Regions from separate parts of the Mus musculus genome. Here region 1 is linked to region 2. Evidence: chromatin contacts called from public ChIA-PET data. All regions are on one chromosome and are shown on one strand. Each heading gives the region's core, a stretch centred on a gene start, on an enhancer-like site or on the middle of the called end of the contact. The rest is flanking DNA. Distances are from core to core; before and after follow the strand shown. Region 1 overlaps Cpa6 (carboxypeptidase A6). Region 2 overlaps Cpa6 (carboxypeptidase A6).

Region 1 (2,923 bases), core at 288-2,787, 160 kb after region 2:
ACTTCATGGATCTCTTATGTCCTTGTGGGGTTTACTTGGGTAAAGTAAGATATGAATAATTTTGCTACTTCTTTTTATAAAATTATATTTTATGTGTATGTGTGCTTTTCCTGCATGTGTGTATGTGCATTCCATGTTATAAACTGTTATCACTCCTTATTCTTTTGGAGAGGCCAGAAGAAGGCATTAGATTCCTTGATACTGGAATTACAGACATTTGTGAGCCACCATGTAGGTGCTGGAACCCAAAAAGTCCTGGCTTTCTGCAAGAGCAGCAAGTGCTCTTTTCAGCTGAGCCCTCTCTCTGGCCCACTATTTTGATAATTCGTTTTCTAGCATTAAAAGGATCAATGAAGAGATGTATGATCAGGTATTCTGTATGTTCTTCCCAGAGCCCAAGTCTCTGTTTTCACAATTCTTTCTACTTCTTATACCAAAATGACAAAGATGAAGTTGAAAAAAACAAACAAACAGAACAGCAACAATAACAGAAACAAAAGAAAAAAAACAACCCCCCCACAAACTATTAAAAGGACTTTTAATTACATACATCTTCTAAGGAGTGATACACCTCGTAGTTGTATTCAGACAGGGATCTTCTGTTTCTCTGGGTTTGCAAGCTGTTTTCATTTTCCACAGCTTTCTGAAGATCTTCTATGAGGACCCTGAATTTGAATTAGTAGATGTGACAAAAAGAAAGCCAAGAACATGCAAAAATCAGACAATCCCAAAAAATAATTGCATACAGAATGAAGCAGTGTAGCCGTGTCCCAGTGTTCCATGGTGTGAGAGGGGGAAAAAAACACTGCCAACCGTGACATTTATAAAAATACCAAATGCTGAGAAAATATTCTTTTTCAGGAAATGAAAACTGCTAAATAAATGGTGTAATGAATTTAAAGTGTAAATTATACTCAGATGTCTCCAAATAATAGCAGTGCTGTAGCAATCACTACTATGGAGTAGGCATCTCTAACCACACCATGATGCTGCATATGTACGCTGGCGGGGTGCTTACCAGAAGCCAGCCACTGTGCTATGTGTTTGACCTTCAGTAACAATCATTGTGTTAGAGTCTAGTATTTCCGTCTCTTAAATGAGGACCCTGAGACTCAATGGGGTTAGGAATCTGCAAGTGTCATTCCATTGAGAATGCAAAGACAGAATCTGAGCTTGGGGTGTGAACCCAAATTCTAATCTTGTAACTCCAAGTCCAGTGTGGCATAATGAAAATGGAAGCCCTGGCTGCTCTGAACTCTCTCTCCACATCTTTCCTGAAACTTCGTTCTGCACACATGTCCATCACCCTGCATCCTGGATCCAGGAAAGAGAAAGGGTGGAAGGAGCTTTGGTTCTCAAGAGGAAACTGAAAATGACATAGGTGGACAATGCTATCACATCATCCTGTAGTACCAGGAATTCCAGGCAGAGGAGCTCTGTTCTGAAACTGGCTGCATTTGGACACTGGAGGCTAAGGCCAGCCCAGGACTGTCAGGCCGATGGCTGTGGTGTGGAACCAGCAGTTCCAGATAGAACCATCTATGCTGCTGATATGACATCTGAGGTAGATTAGAGGCATGCCTTAACAGTGTGAATGGCCACTGCTATCTAGAATGATGCGAAGAGACAGACACATGGTTCACCTGCAGTATTTCAAGACATGAGAGACCTTTGGTGAGACCTTCTGACTATGGTAGGTGGCTTAAAAAATTTTCATGTGTTATCTTCCAAAGAGAACCTGCTGCTTACAGGGTAAATTTTATTAAAGAATGTGGGGTGGCATCTCTAAGCACCATTTAGAATAATCTATATAAGTCACTTCATTAAAGAATTATCTAATGGACTGAATGCATATTTTTTTGGTGCCTGTAGGAGCCAGATAGTGACTGGTCTGCTACTTCCCAAGTCCCCACTGCAGACTGCACAACTAACCAGAAGTGGACTCCTTACTTCTCTTTTGTTTCTGTATTTTGCAGTTGGAAATGTTAGGAGAGATGAAGTGGCAGGAGACTCATTTTCTTGGTAGTTGCCAGTGGTATCTCAAAATAGTGAGCCAAAGCCAAACCTCTTCCTTATCAGCAGGGTTTTCCTTCCCAGAGATAAGAAGTTGTGTGTGGTGAAGGACCACAACATCTCTGAGGCAGATCTTAACACATGAGAGCTATGCCAGCTTCTAAGCTCCTTGTTCTTGGAGAGAGCATGGATAGTCAGGAAGGAGCAGGGTTTGATTGGAAGAGATGTAATAAACTTTGTAATATTTCGGTGACTGCGGGTAATCTTCAGGCATGCTTGCCACTCAGTACCTTCCCTGTGGACTTCCTTTACTGTCCTGTGAGTGAAATGTAGCTAGTCTGCCTCATCCAGCACACTTCCCATGACGGAATCTTAAACAGTCTCTAGGGTAGGTTCCTTGTTTCAGTAATGTCCAGCGAGCCGACACAGGTTTTTATAGTCACTTAGACTGTGTCTCATACAGGCACCAAGAGGCCAATCTTAAATTAGAGAACAGTTGGGATTTGGTAGTCCAGCTCCTCATTCTTGTTAAATACTTGAGTGGAAACCAGCATATGGAGAAAGCTGGTTACCAAAAATAACTTTTCTAAACATCATATTTTCTTAGTTTTTTAATAGATGATTGTGATTATTTTCTGATTACATTCATTTGTGTGTATGTATGTGAATGATTGCATTCCTTGGTGTGTGTGTGTGTGTGTGTGTGTGTATGTATGTGAGTGAGTATGTGAGTATGTGATTGAGTGTGTGAGTTTATGTGTGTGTGTATGTGAGTGAGTGTGTGAGTTTATGTGTGTGTGAGGTGTGTGTGTGTGTGTATGTGTAGGTCAAATGTCAATTTGGGGGAGTTGTTCTCTTTTTCCACCATGTGGGATCTGGAGCTTCATTTAGGTTGTCAGGCATGGCAGTA
Region 2 (3,019 bases), core at 413-2,912:
AAGAAATTTGTTTTTCTGTTTCCTGAGTATAGTTAAGACATCTTATGGTTGGAACCTTCCAGCTTTAAGACATCTTCTTGTTGGAACTTTCTTTTTACTCAACTGGTTGCTTAGCACTTTCCATTTACCCAATCACTTATTTAGCAATTGATTCAACTTTGTAATTGTGGTTTGCAGCTTTATATGCCAAGTGTTTTCTGAAAATAAATGAGACTTGATCAGACCTCTGTCTTGTCTCCTTCCTTTGCATCTCTTGTTCCATCCATTCTCCCTCCCTCCCTCAAGATCCTCGTTGTTTAATCCTGCAGGTTGGGACACATTACTATTTATAACAGTACAAAATTACAGTTATGAAATAGCAACAAAATAATTTTATGATTGGGTGGTCACCACAACATGAAGAACTGTTTTAAAGCATCCCAGCTTTAGGAAGGATGAGAACCACTGCATGTGTTTAGGTCCCATTTACCTCTCTTAACCCCACCTCATTTCCCCCCACACCTCTTTATTTCCAACACAGCTCCCTTCTAACTTCTCACTCTTAAAGTAACCCAGAGTTAATTAGAATTGTTTGCATGCATCCACGTGCATGTAGGGTTATTTACTAGTTCATAAGAGACTTGCCAGTGGATACACACTGGAAGAAAAATGACTCCCCATATCCTACAGCTCTTAACTTCCAATAAATTCTCAGCTGGGGTGGGCCTCAGGTGCCCCTCATCTATCCATGATTCAGTGTTGCCAGGGTCTATCTTGTGCAGTGAGCCACAGGTCTGTGGGTTCATTTGAACATCTGCCCAACTTTTTATAGATGTATACAGTCCACTGAACTGAGATGAATGTGTGAATCATGTTAGTTTTTTGAAAAGTTATGTATTTATTAAGAAACACAGTTGATTGTTTCCATTTCAAATAAGAACCAAGTAATTCAATGTCGTTGGTAGCATAGGTCTTAATCAAGGATGGAGTGGTTGAGAGAAGAGAAATCCTCAATTAATTTGTACACCTTTTGAGACAAAGGAATTTGAAAACATTCCCTCCCCCTTGTAATCAAATAGGACTCTAAAGAGATATAAAGTGGACTTTCTTCTCATACCAAAGTAGGCTGTGCCCTACTTTTCAGTCTTTGCAAAGTGTCGAATTGCATGAAAGATCCTTTTAGGTCCATGGATCCTTCCAGTCTAAACAGTTATGTTTGCCAAGGTGCCTTTTGATCAGAATCTGCTTTCTCTGTGTTGGTAGACTAGATGACTGTTCCTCTCAAGGACATTTCTTTAGCAGGTGCATTGTGATATTCTTCACAGCCAGCATGGTCTCTGTGCAGGTGGGTTTAATGAGCATCTCTGGCAGTAGAAATCCAAAATGCCCAGTGTCTCGCAGTTCAAAAGCAAATGCATAGGGTATTCCATTTTTATAAGCCCAATCCATTGAGTTACCAGAGCTTACATCTAAAAGTTAAAAAGAGTCACTTCACTAAGGAGTATACATTAATTTACACACACACACACACACACACACACACACACACACACACACACACACACACACAGAGAGAGTAATAATAAGCAGAAATTGAAAGAATATTCTAACAGTGTTCTTCAGCATCTGGCTCATGTGCTTACAAATCACATGTGCTTTTGTCTTTGATCTGAGCCTTAGCGCTGCGCCAGTGTGATAACCACAAAGTTCCTCAACGGTAGTTCCCACAGCATTTATCTTCATCCTTACTCTGCTCGCTTTACCCACCGATAAGCAATCTACAATGAGAAACCTCTGTTGTTCTTATTACTCAGTTCTTTCTTTTTAAGGTCTGAGAAATTGGAACTTTGGCTCCCAAAGCCACCATATCTCCTCCTCTTCCTGTGTTCTCTCACTCCTGTTGAGCCTCTTCCTGCCTTCTGCCTTAAGTTTCCAGACCTCACCCTGCTTTCCAGTGGTTTTGTTTCACTTGTCCATTGGCGGTTATCTCATTAAAACTTCCCCTAGATCTTTCCAGTGCCTTCCTCTGTCAGCTTCTCTAATGATCAACTTACTACCAGCTTTACCGACTTCAGTTCAGGGAAGGGCATCAGAGAGCATCCTTGTAGAGGAGGGGCCTGTGGTGTGCATTGTGCAATGTCTAGGCTGCTTCACAGCCTGGCATTTACTGGACTTCCTCATTCTTAGCTTATCCCACTCCCCATTTTACTTCTGCCCCCAACTGGTTAAGCATTACCTCCTCTGATGACATTAGAACCTAAAGTTTTCCTTTTTTAGCTCAGAAGAAGACATGCTGCTTGCTTCCACCTTCCTCCCCTCCCCTCCCTCTTTCTCTTCCCTCCCTCCCTCCCTCCTTCTCTTCTTTCCTTTCTTCCCTCCCTCACCCTGTCTTGATACCACGTGACACTCCCATCTCTATATTGTGAATATCTTCCAGGTCTTTGTGTCCGTCCTTATGTCTGCATGGGCTAAAATGCTCAACATATTCATAATATTCCCATATACCCCTGGTTACCATACTTCCCCCTCCCCCATCCTTATTTTGTTTTGAGAACTCAAGGGATTTCAAGCATAAAGATGGCTGCACCCTCAAACATGTTTAGTCTGGTTCTTGTCTCTGCTTGTGTGGTAAACTTTGTTCTTGAAGGTCCCCAATGACCCTATATCTTTTCTTTTCTCGTCTTTTCTTTTCTTTTCTTTTCTTTTCTTTTCTTTTCTTTTCTTTTCTTTTCCTTTCTTTTCTTTTCTTTCTTTCTTCTTTTTTTTGTTCTCCTCTCAGATACTACTTTTAAGCCTCTCATAGCACTTAACATAGCTAAGAGTCCATTCTGGTTACTCTCTCCTCTGGCTCCCGTGGCCTCATATGCTACAGCTCTTCAGGCAAGAACTGAAAGCATGGGGTACTGACTGAAGGTACCCTGCCTGTATGCCAGGTATCCACTTCTACCTGCTGCATGCTTTCCCTGCACCTCAAACTCCGTTAAAAAAAGATAATGCCAATACCTGCTACATAAGGGTTGCTTTTAAAATTAAATAATAA

The links. ChIA-PET counts read pairs in DNA pulled down with a chosen protein or histone mark.
Region 1: a contact with region 2 is called in an SMC1A ChIA-PET map of the G1E-ER4 cell line, with 20 read pairs. The contact joins two enhancer-like sites. A contact is called at or near these places in 1 of 15 datasets of contacts at CTCF or cohesin (the G1E-ER4 cell line), 2 of 484 Hi-C or Micro-C datasets (the G1E-ER4 cell line and cortical neurons) and 1 of 9 other capture datasets (embryonic stem cells).

Annotation. Positions count from the first base shown.
Region 1 is chr1:10,483,399-10,486,321 of GRCm38.p6, forward strand. Cpa6 (carboxypeptidase A6) reads right to left here. Exons shown (of 11, transcript NM_177834.4): 4 at 551-665. Among named protein-coding and RNA genes, the nearest start is that of Gm25253, 71 kb to the right of the region's middle. Within about 2 kb of position 1,538, at least 1 of the 459 cell types and tissues checked has an H3K27ac peak or open chromatin away from gene starts, as enhancers often do. A contact at or near this core is called in the G1E-ER4 cell line, where this site is marked.
Region 2 is chr1:10,323,864-10,326,882 of GRCm38.p6, forward strand. It overlaps Cpa6 (carboxypeptidase A6), which reads right to left. Exons shown (of 11, transcript NM_177834.4): 11 at 856-1,448. The coding sequence ends at 1,261. Among named protein-coding and RNA genes, the nearest start is that of Arfgef1, 93 kb to the left of the region's middle. Within about 2 kb of position 1,663, at least 64 of the 459 cell types and tissues checked have an H3K27ac peak or open chromatin away from gene starts, as enhancers often do. A contact at or near this core is called in the G1E-ER4 cell line, where this site is marked.